Regions from separate parts of the Sus scrofa genome. Here region 2 is linked to region 1. Evidence: chromatin contacts called from public targeted proximity ligation data. All regions are on one chromosome and are shown on one strand. The core of a region is the stretch at or near the end of the contact, and the rest is flanking DNA. Distances in the headings are between cores, read along the strand shown.

The links.
Region 2: a contact with region 1 is called in a targeted proximity ligation map of alveolar macrophages. A contact is called at or near these places in 1 of 5 promoter capture datasets (fetal liver), 6 of 47 Hi-C or Micro-C datasets (blood, liver and skeletal muscle) and 2 of 2 datasets of targeted methods (alveolar macrophages and skeletal muscle).

Annotation. Positions count from the first base shown.
Region 1 is chr5:46,751,199-46,754,957 of Sscrofa11.1, forward strand. TM7SF3 (transmembrane 7 superfamily member 3) reads left to right here. Exons shown (of 12, transcript XM_001925025.7): 2 at 1,496-1,650. Among named protein-coding and RNA genes, the nearest start is that of TM7SF3, 12 kb to the left of the region's middle.
Region 2 is chr5:46,821,916-46,825,674 of Sscrofa11.1, forward strand. FGFR1OP2 (FGFR1 oncogene partner 2) reads right to left here and starts at 2,147. Exons shown (of 6, transcript XM_005664032.3): 1 at 1,831-2,147. INTS13 (integrator complex subunit 13) reads left to right here and starts at 2,595. Exons shown (of 17, transcript NM_001243595.1): 1 at 2,595-2,784; 2 at 3,721-3,759. The coding sequence starts at 3,732.

The sequences.
Region 1 (3,759 bases), core at 448-2,947:
GACTAGGATTTATGAATAGTTTTTAAGACTTGGATGATGGAAGATGGAGGCACCAAAATTAAAGTGCAATAGGTGTTCCCTGGTGGCTCAGCAGGTTATGGATCTGGTGTTGTCACTGATATTGTGAGAGAGATGGTGTGGTCGAATCTCTGGCCCCAGAACTTCTACATGCTGAGGGCATGGCCAAAATAATGCATAAGTGCAATATCTGAAATGTTTTTAGTGCCATTTACTGAGGTCCACTTAATTTTATGTATAATTTGATTTTCTAATAAAGTAATTATGATGGGAAGGCCTGGGAAATATTAAAGTGTTTTTCTTTTTTCCCCTTTAAAAAACAAACCAGGAAACTCCTCGCATTGTCCAGATATCTGTAGATACTTGCTACTCCCTAGTATTTTTATCTCTATTCAGGCTGGAGTTTGGTTCCACATAAAAGGTGAAATGTCATCCCAGTTCTATAAATAAGGAATGCATTGACTTTAGTTGTTATTGCTACAACTATTAAAATTTTATCTGTTACGTTTAGAATGGATAAGCAATGAAGTCCTACTGTATAGCACAGGGAACTATATCCAATCTCTTGGGATAGAACATGATGGAAGATATTATGAGAAAAAGAACATATATGTATGTATGACTGGGTCACTATGCCAAACAGCAGAAATTGGCACAACATTGTAAATCAACTATACTTTAATAAAAAATTCTTTCTCTGAATTTTTAGAGATTAAATTATAACCACAAATAACCTCTTTTCCTATCAGGAATTAAAATATTAAATTATGAAGAAAATGTAATAACATCATGGAGTTTGGGGAAAATCTAGAGAGTTCTTGCAATGTTTGTATGTTCTGTTTGGCTTTCTTGATAGTCTTTTTTTTTTTTTTTTCTTTTTAAATTGTCCAGATGGGATACTTGTGTTAACAACAAGTGTTGAAAAAGTTACCCTTCTTAGGAAATGTACATAAGAAGGAATTAGGACTGTCTGGACTGAAGGAATTAGGACTGTTTTCTTTTTGCTCCCACTGGCTCTAATTTCCTTCTAAAATAAAACAGATCGTGCCACTGTGGGACTCTGGTGTGTATAATCTTTACCTCATCAACTCTTTTTCTTCATCTATATTAAGTTGAAATTTTTTTTTCTATTTTTAGGCTTGAACCCCCAAGACTGCTTATGTAATGCTTGTGAGCTCCTCTGCTGTTTATGCAAAGACACACTGACTGTAGGGCAGGGGGGGAGATGGGAACCCAGAAACACATAGAAGTAAAAGCAGCCTAGTTAGTGGATTTCTTGAAAATTAGCTTCGAAAAGGAAAGAACTGGTGAGCAGCTGGGAGAAAGACACACAGACTAAGGGAGTGAAACCCAACCAGACCATGGAGGCAAGGAAGACACGTGGAAAGGTGTTGGAAAATTGTTGTCTAAGTTTGTAATTGCTACAAATTGATATTAGAGGTACAAATATTACAATGAAACATTTCTCCCATTGTAGGTCTTCTTGAATTTTCAGTGGGGAAATTTAGATACTTCAAGCTCAACAGGCCCTTTCCAGAGGAAGCTATTTTGCGTCATATTTCCAGCAATGTGACTTTTCTTATTTTCCAGTTACACTCACAGTATCAGAATACAACAATTTCTTTTTCCGAGGTAAGTACAAAGCAGTACTTCCGTAAAAACCATTTCCAACTGTCGAATTAGTATTTGGCACTTTTTTCTTCCTCTTTCCTTAGCTTTAACAAAACATTTCTAGGAGTTCCCGTTGTGGCTCAGTGGAAACGAATCTGACTAGTATCCATGAGGAAGCAGATTTAACCCTGGCCTCCAACAGTGGGTTAAGGATCTGGTGTTGCCGTGGGCTCTGGTGTAGGTAGCACGAGGCTCAGATCTGGTGTTTCTGTGGCTGTGGTGTAGGCTGGCAGCCACAGCTCTGATTCGACCTCTAGTCTGGGAACCTCCATATGCCGTAGGTGCGGCCCTAAAAAGAAAAAAAGGAAAAACATTTCTGAATCTGCAACCTCTTAACTTAGCACTTTGTTATTCAAAGAGCTTTCCCAGGAGTTCCTGTTGTGGCTCAGCAGTAACAGACCCAACTGGTATCCATGAAGATTTGGGTTCAATCCCTGGCTCCACTCAGTGGTTAAGGATCTGGTGTTGGCTGCGGCTGTAGTGTAGGCTGGCAGCTGTAGCTCCTATTCGACCTCTAGCTTAGGGACTTCCATATGCTGCAGGTGTGGCCCTAATTAAAAAAAAATTAAAAAAAAAAAAGGAAAGAAAGGAAAACAAAAAGCTCTACCACCAGATGGGGGCTGGGGATGGGAGAGTGGAGGGGTATAAGGATGGGTTAGAATGGGGCACAAAGAAGGTGACCTGTATGTTTACTACCTTGGTCGTGGTGATAGTGTCACAGAGGTCTACCTATATCAACCCTTATTAGTGTACTTCATGTGTAGTTTATGTCAATCACAATTCAATTAAAAAAACAACAGCTTTCCCCAAACTGAATTTTGGTGGGCAGAGCTCATGTTTTTGTCTTGGTAGTGGTCAAGTTCATTTGTATATTGAGACCACACATGGAGGGCCCCCCAGTGGCTTGGCCCAGGTCACAGATCTAAACCTAAGTCAACCTGTATTTACAGGGAACTTCTGTCAAGGAAACCCCACCTACACCAGTGACAATCCTCCAGTCCCCCTTAACTAGTCACCTTATCCTAGAAAACAGGACCCACTTGCCTTCTAAGGAAGTCCCTGACCTAACCAATCATATGCCCTTCGAATGCTCTGCAAAACTAGTTCATGCCCCAAATCCCTTGGAAATAGGACTCTGCAATTAGTGAGGTACTGTCTTCCCTCAAATCACGAGTTGTTTTCCCTTGAATAAAGGACATCAGACTTGTTACCAAATGGTTTTAGTTTAGTTTTGTCTTTTGCTTTCATGGCCATACCTGTGGCATGTGGAAGTTCCCAGGCTAGGGGTTGAATCAGAGCTGCAGCTGCCAGCCTATACCTAAGCCACTTCACAACCTACACAGCAGCTTGCGGCAATGGTAGATCCTTAACCCATTGAGCGAGGCCAGGGATCAAACCCGCGTCTTCATGAACGCTGTCAGGTTCTTAACCTGCTGAGCCACAATGGGAACTCCTGGTTTTAGTTTTGTCATTCACACAGTTTAACTCAGTAGCCTTAGTATTTAACATAGTAAATCCTAATTGAGGGATTGAGAAGTTTGGGAATTTTACTTTGTATCTGCTATTCCTGATCAAAGGGTATATTATTTATTTATTTATTTATTTATTGTCTTTTTTGCCTTTTCCAGGGCCGCTCCCACGGCATATGGAAGTTCCCACGCTAGGGGTCAAATCGGAGCTGTAGCTGCCGGCCTACACCACAACCACAGCAATGCCAGATCTGAGCCACATCTTTGACCTACACCACAGCTCACGGCAGTGCTGGATCCCCAACCCGCTGAGCAAGGCCAGGGATCAAACCCGCAACCTCATGGTTCCTAGTCGGATTCGTTAACCACTGAGCCACAATGGGAACTCCCATATTTTTTATTTTTTGATTAAATATTTTTTTTCTAATCTAAACACTCTTTATTCAAACTGGTCAGTGGGGGATGCCCTGAAGCCAAGTGTGCAGGAGACCAGCTGGCCAGGCCTCCTGGTTCTTGATGCTGGGTTGGACACAGGCAGGTATGGCCCCACAGGGCACCTGCAGACACTACCAGGCATGGCAATTGACAAAACCAAGGAATA
Region 2 (3,759 bases), core at 897-3,396, 71 kb after region 1:
TATTAACTGACACATATGGAAATAGAAAAATAAAAAGCCATAGTTAAAGCTTTCTTAGAAGCCCAAGTCTAAAAAGATCAAGAAAGAAAACATGTAAATTATGTATTTTAGAAAAGCATCTCATACAGACATATCATTGTATGAGAAAGTACAAGAAATTTTCACTGTCCTTGAAAATGGTGGAATGAACACATTTGGAGCTTTATGAAGAAAATGAATTTTTAAAGGAAGAACAGAATTTGAAAGTAAGGACACAGAAGAATTTTTTTTTTTAACTACATGCTACTTGGAATTGTAGCTAAATATAAGTTGCACATACATATGTTCAAACAGGAAAGACAATTCAGCAAAGGACTAACCTAATCTTGATTATTTCTAACCTATGGGCAAGGATTCATTGGAAGAGTTACATGGATATACTTACACCAAGCATGGTCTATAGTCTAAATATTTCTCATACATATATATCCCACTATTTTTTTATAGGCAGAGACTGGTAATAATAAAATACAAAATCATTTAAAAGCATAGAAGTTTTTTGCTACTATGCACAACCTCAACAAATAGATATTAAAAGTACAACTCCTTGTGTGTTGGGGTAACAAGGTTCCTCATATTCAAAACAGGTCAGGGTTCTATTACATTATAAATACGCATACACACACATATATATATAAATAATATCTGCTATGTGCCAAGCATTGGACGAACTTCTGTTAGAGAAAGATAAGACATGATTCCAGCTCAAGCGCAAACGGGCACAAGAGACAGATACTTGAACAAATAATGTCTCACACAATCTAAAAAACACTGCAAAAGGACTATTTTAAGTGCTTTGGGAGCACGGTGGTACTATCAGTGTCACCTGGAGGAATCTGAGAAGTCTATGAATTGGATCTTGATAGGTGCTTTTTAAAAAAAGGAAGAGTAAGCATTAAAGGCAGATGATGCAGCATATACAAAGGCTTGTGAAAGCGTTGGAGAAACAGCCAGTAGTCTGGCATGACAGGATACTGAGGTATTTGGAGGCGAGGCAAAAAAAGACGGAAAAGGTAAAGTGGATTAGGACACACAGTAAAAGGTCCTAAGTGATATACTTAACAATTTGGTCAGCAATATCGATACTAAAAAGGTGTAAAGAAAGGGTTGATATAAACAGATTTTGTATTTCAGAATGGCAGGGAAGGATGACGGTAGGGAAATCAGTTGGGGGTGGGCAATGATTCTGGTCAAAGAAGAAATACCATAGTGCAGTGAAAGTGGAAATAAGCCAAGGATGAGCCTTAGGTTCCTAATCTGGACAGCAGGATGGATACAGGTATACCATCATTTGAGATGAGATACAGAAGAAAGGCAGGAAGAAAACCAGGAAAAGATAGGATTCTTTGGAGGGCAGCTTCAAGGCAGTATGATTATCCAGGAAGAGAACTAGGAAAAGAGCAATACTTCTTGGAGGGCGGTTTCAAGAAAGAAGTAATGATTAACCAAGTCATCTTCTGCAAAGGGGTAAACTGAAAACTGAAAAGGACGCCTCTTCCATCCCTGCCGACCACCCCCACCCCGCCTCGCAAATGCTGAGCTCCCAGGTGGGTTAGGCAGGAAGAAAACAGAGACGAAAGGTGTGTCCACAAGATTTGGGCCAAGGGTTTCCATCAAACTTTCCGTACCTCAGCTCCGGAAAGACGGTCTCAGAGCTGAGAACAGAGAGGAACTACCGCGCCCAGGCACGGGCAGCCGGTGGTTCAAGAGGTGGGGCAAAGAGCACCGTCAGGGGAAGGAAGCTTCCGACTCTCTTAAACCCGCTCTGGTCCCTGGACTGATTCCACTTACTCTGATCTCAATCCCTCGCAGCCGTCAGCTGTGGCGACTAGGACTCAAAGCCTCTGCCAACGGGGACCTATGCACCCAAGGGAAGAGACTCCTCTCGCTTGTTCAGCTTCTTCAATAGCAGACGCAGACCCCAGCAGAGGTAGTGTTGGGGCAGATGGGAGGGTCATAGGTGATCAGTCCCATTACTGGTCAGGGTAAAAACCTCCGCTCACCGCCTCCGACCTGCGCTCTCAGAGCGCCTCAACCTCGCGAGACTTCCTCCCTCGCGTTACCGTGGGGGCAGAACCCGGCGATTTACTTGAGGCCTCTAGCTGACATGCGCAAGAGGTAGGGGCGGGGCACTTATACGTCCCTCCCCACTGATCCACATTCTGGCTTTTGCTCGGCCTCTCGCTAAGTCTCGCGAATTTTGCTTGGGGAAATCGGCCTGGGTTGGAGAGACTGAGAAGGGAGACCTGGTGGGAGGGCCTTACGCTTAGGGGACCGTGGCTGCTTTAGCTGGTGCTGTGGTTGGTACTTCGCTGTGGGGAGGTTCTCAGGTCGCCCGGATCAATCTTCCCAATGGGTGACTGGGAAAATTAGCGGATAGAAAATCCTGATGGTTGGAGGCATTCTTTTCCCCTTGGCTCCGCCCTCTTCCTGTTAGAGACCTTAGTGTCTGGCCCACCGAGGGGGAAGGGCAGCTTGGCGGGGCTGTCAAGGGCGCTTTGCGCACGCGCCAGTCCGAGTGTGTGAGTGTTTGTGTTCACGCGCAGGCGCGCGCGCGCTCCTGCATTTAGGAAGCCTGGGAAGGACCGGTGTGCTAGGAGATGAGCGGGGAAAACCTAGTCCCCGGTCTTTGGTACCAGACATTCCTGACTGTGCGCTGACCCTCCCCACCCAGCCAGCAGCCTTTTCCAGAGAGGCTGTGGTTCTTAGCCTCTGTTCGTTTTCACTGCAAGACCAGGCACGAAAGTAAGCGAACCTCGATCCTGAGATCTTCCCTATCCACTCACCTTGTACTTTCCACCCCCCACCCTCTGGCAGAGTGTGTCTAGGTTTCTCAAAGAAGAGTTTTGCATGAAGGGGAAATGCGTTTGAAAGCGGCCGGGCTGTAAAAAATCGGTTCGTTTTGATGAACACTTTTGCTCTGTTTACCATGTGCTTTTCGAATGTGAATTGTCTATTCGGTATAAGATTGTATTAGCGAAGCAAGGGAGTTTTTGTAAGAAAGTTTTAAAAGTTCTTTCTCCCATCAGTGTGATAATAGCACATAAGTTTTTCTGTTCTACATGATAAATTACTGTGGTGTTTCTAAAGCTAATGGGGAGAGTGTGAATTTGAGGTCCTTATCCTAATGCGAAAATCTAATAATGCAGTTATCCTAGGAAATGTTTATGTTTGGGGCTTCCCTTTTGTTGTCACTCCTCTTTCCAGTTTCCAAACCTTTTTTCAGAAGTCTTGAGATTTTTTTTGGAGGGAAGCCCAAAAATGCTGACCTGGGTTGGTTTGCAGGTTTTTATGTGATTGATGTCAACTCACAAGGATCATCAAAAGTGTATTTGAAGAGTATTTGTCGCTATTATGTGTTATGTAAGGGAAACAAGTACGATTATTTGTAGAAATGTTTTCTTCTGACAAATTTAAGTTCATTCCAAAAGCAAAAATATATATATACATGGGTTGTAATCTTGCCTGTGACAGGTTAATATGGTGTAGTTCATCCCTTGAATTGATAGTTACTCTATGGTCATGACCTCATTAAATTTGTCCTTTGTTGGATAAATTCCTTTGAATACTGATTGTTCATGTCCCCTACCAAATCTTCTTGAGGAAAAGACACATTCATTAGAAATAATTTAAGATAGTAAATGTTATGTATGTTTGGCTAATGTATTTTATCCCTTACAGGTTAAAACAAAATGAAGATTTTTTCTGAATCCCATAAAA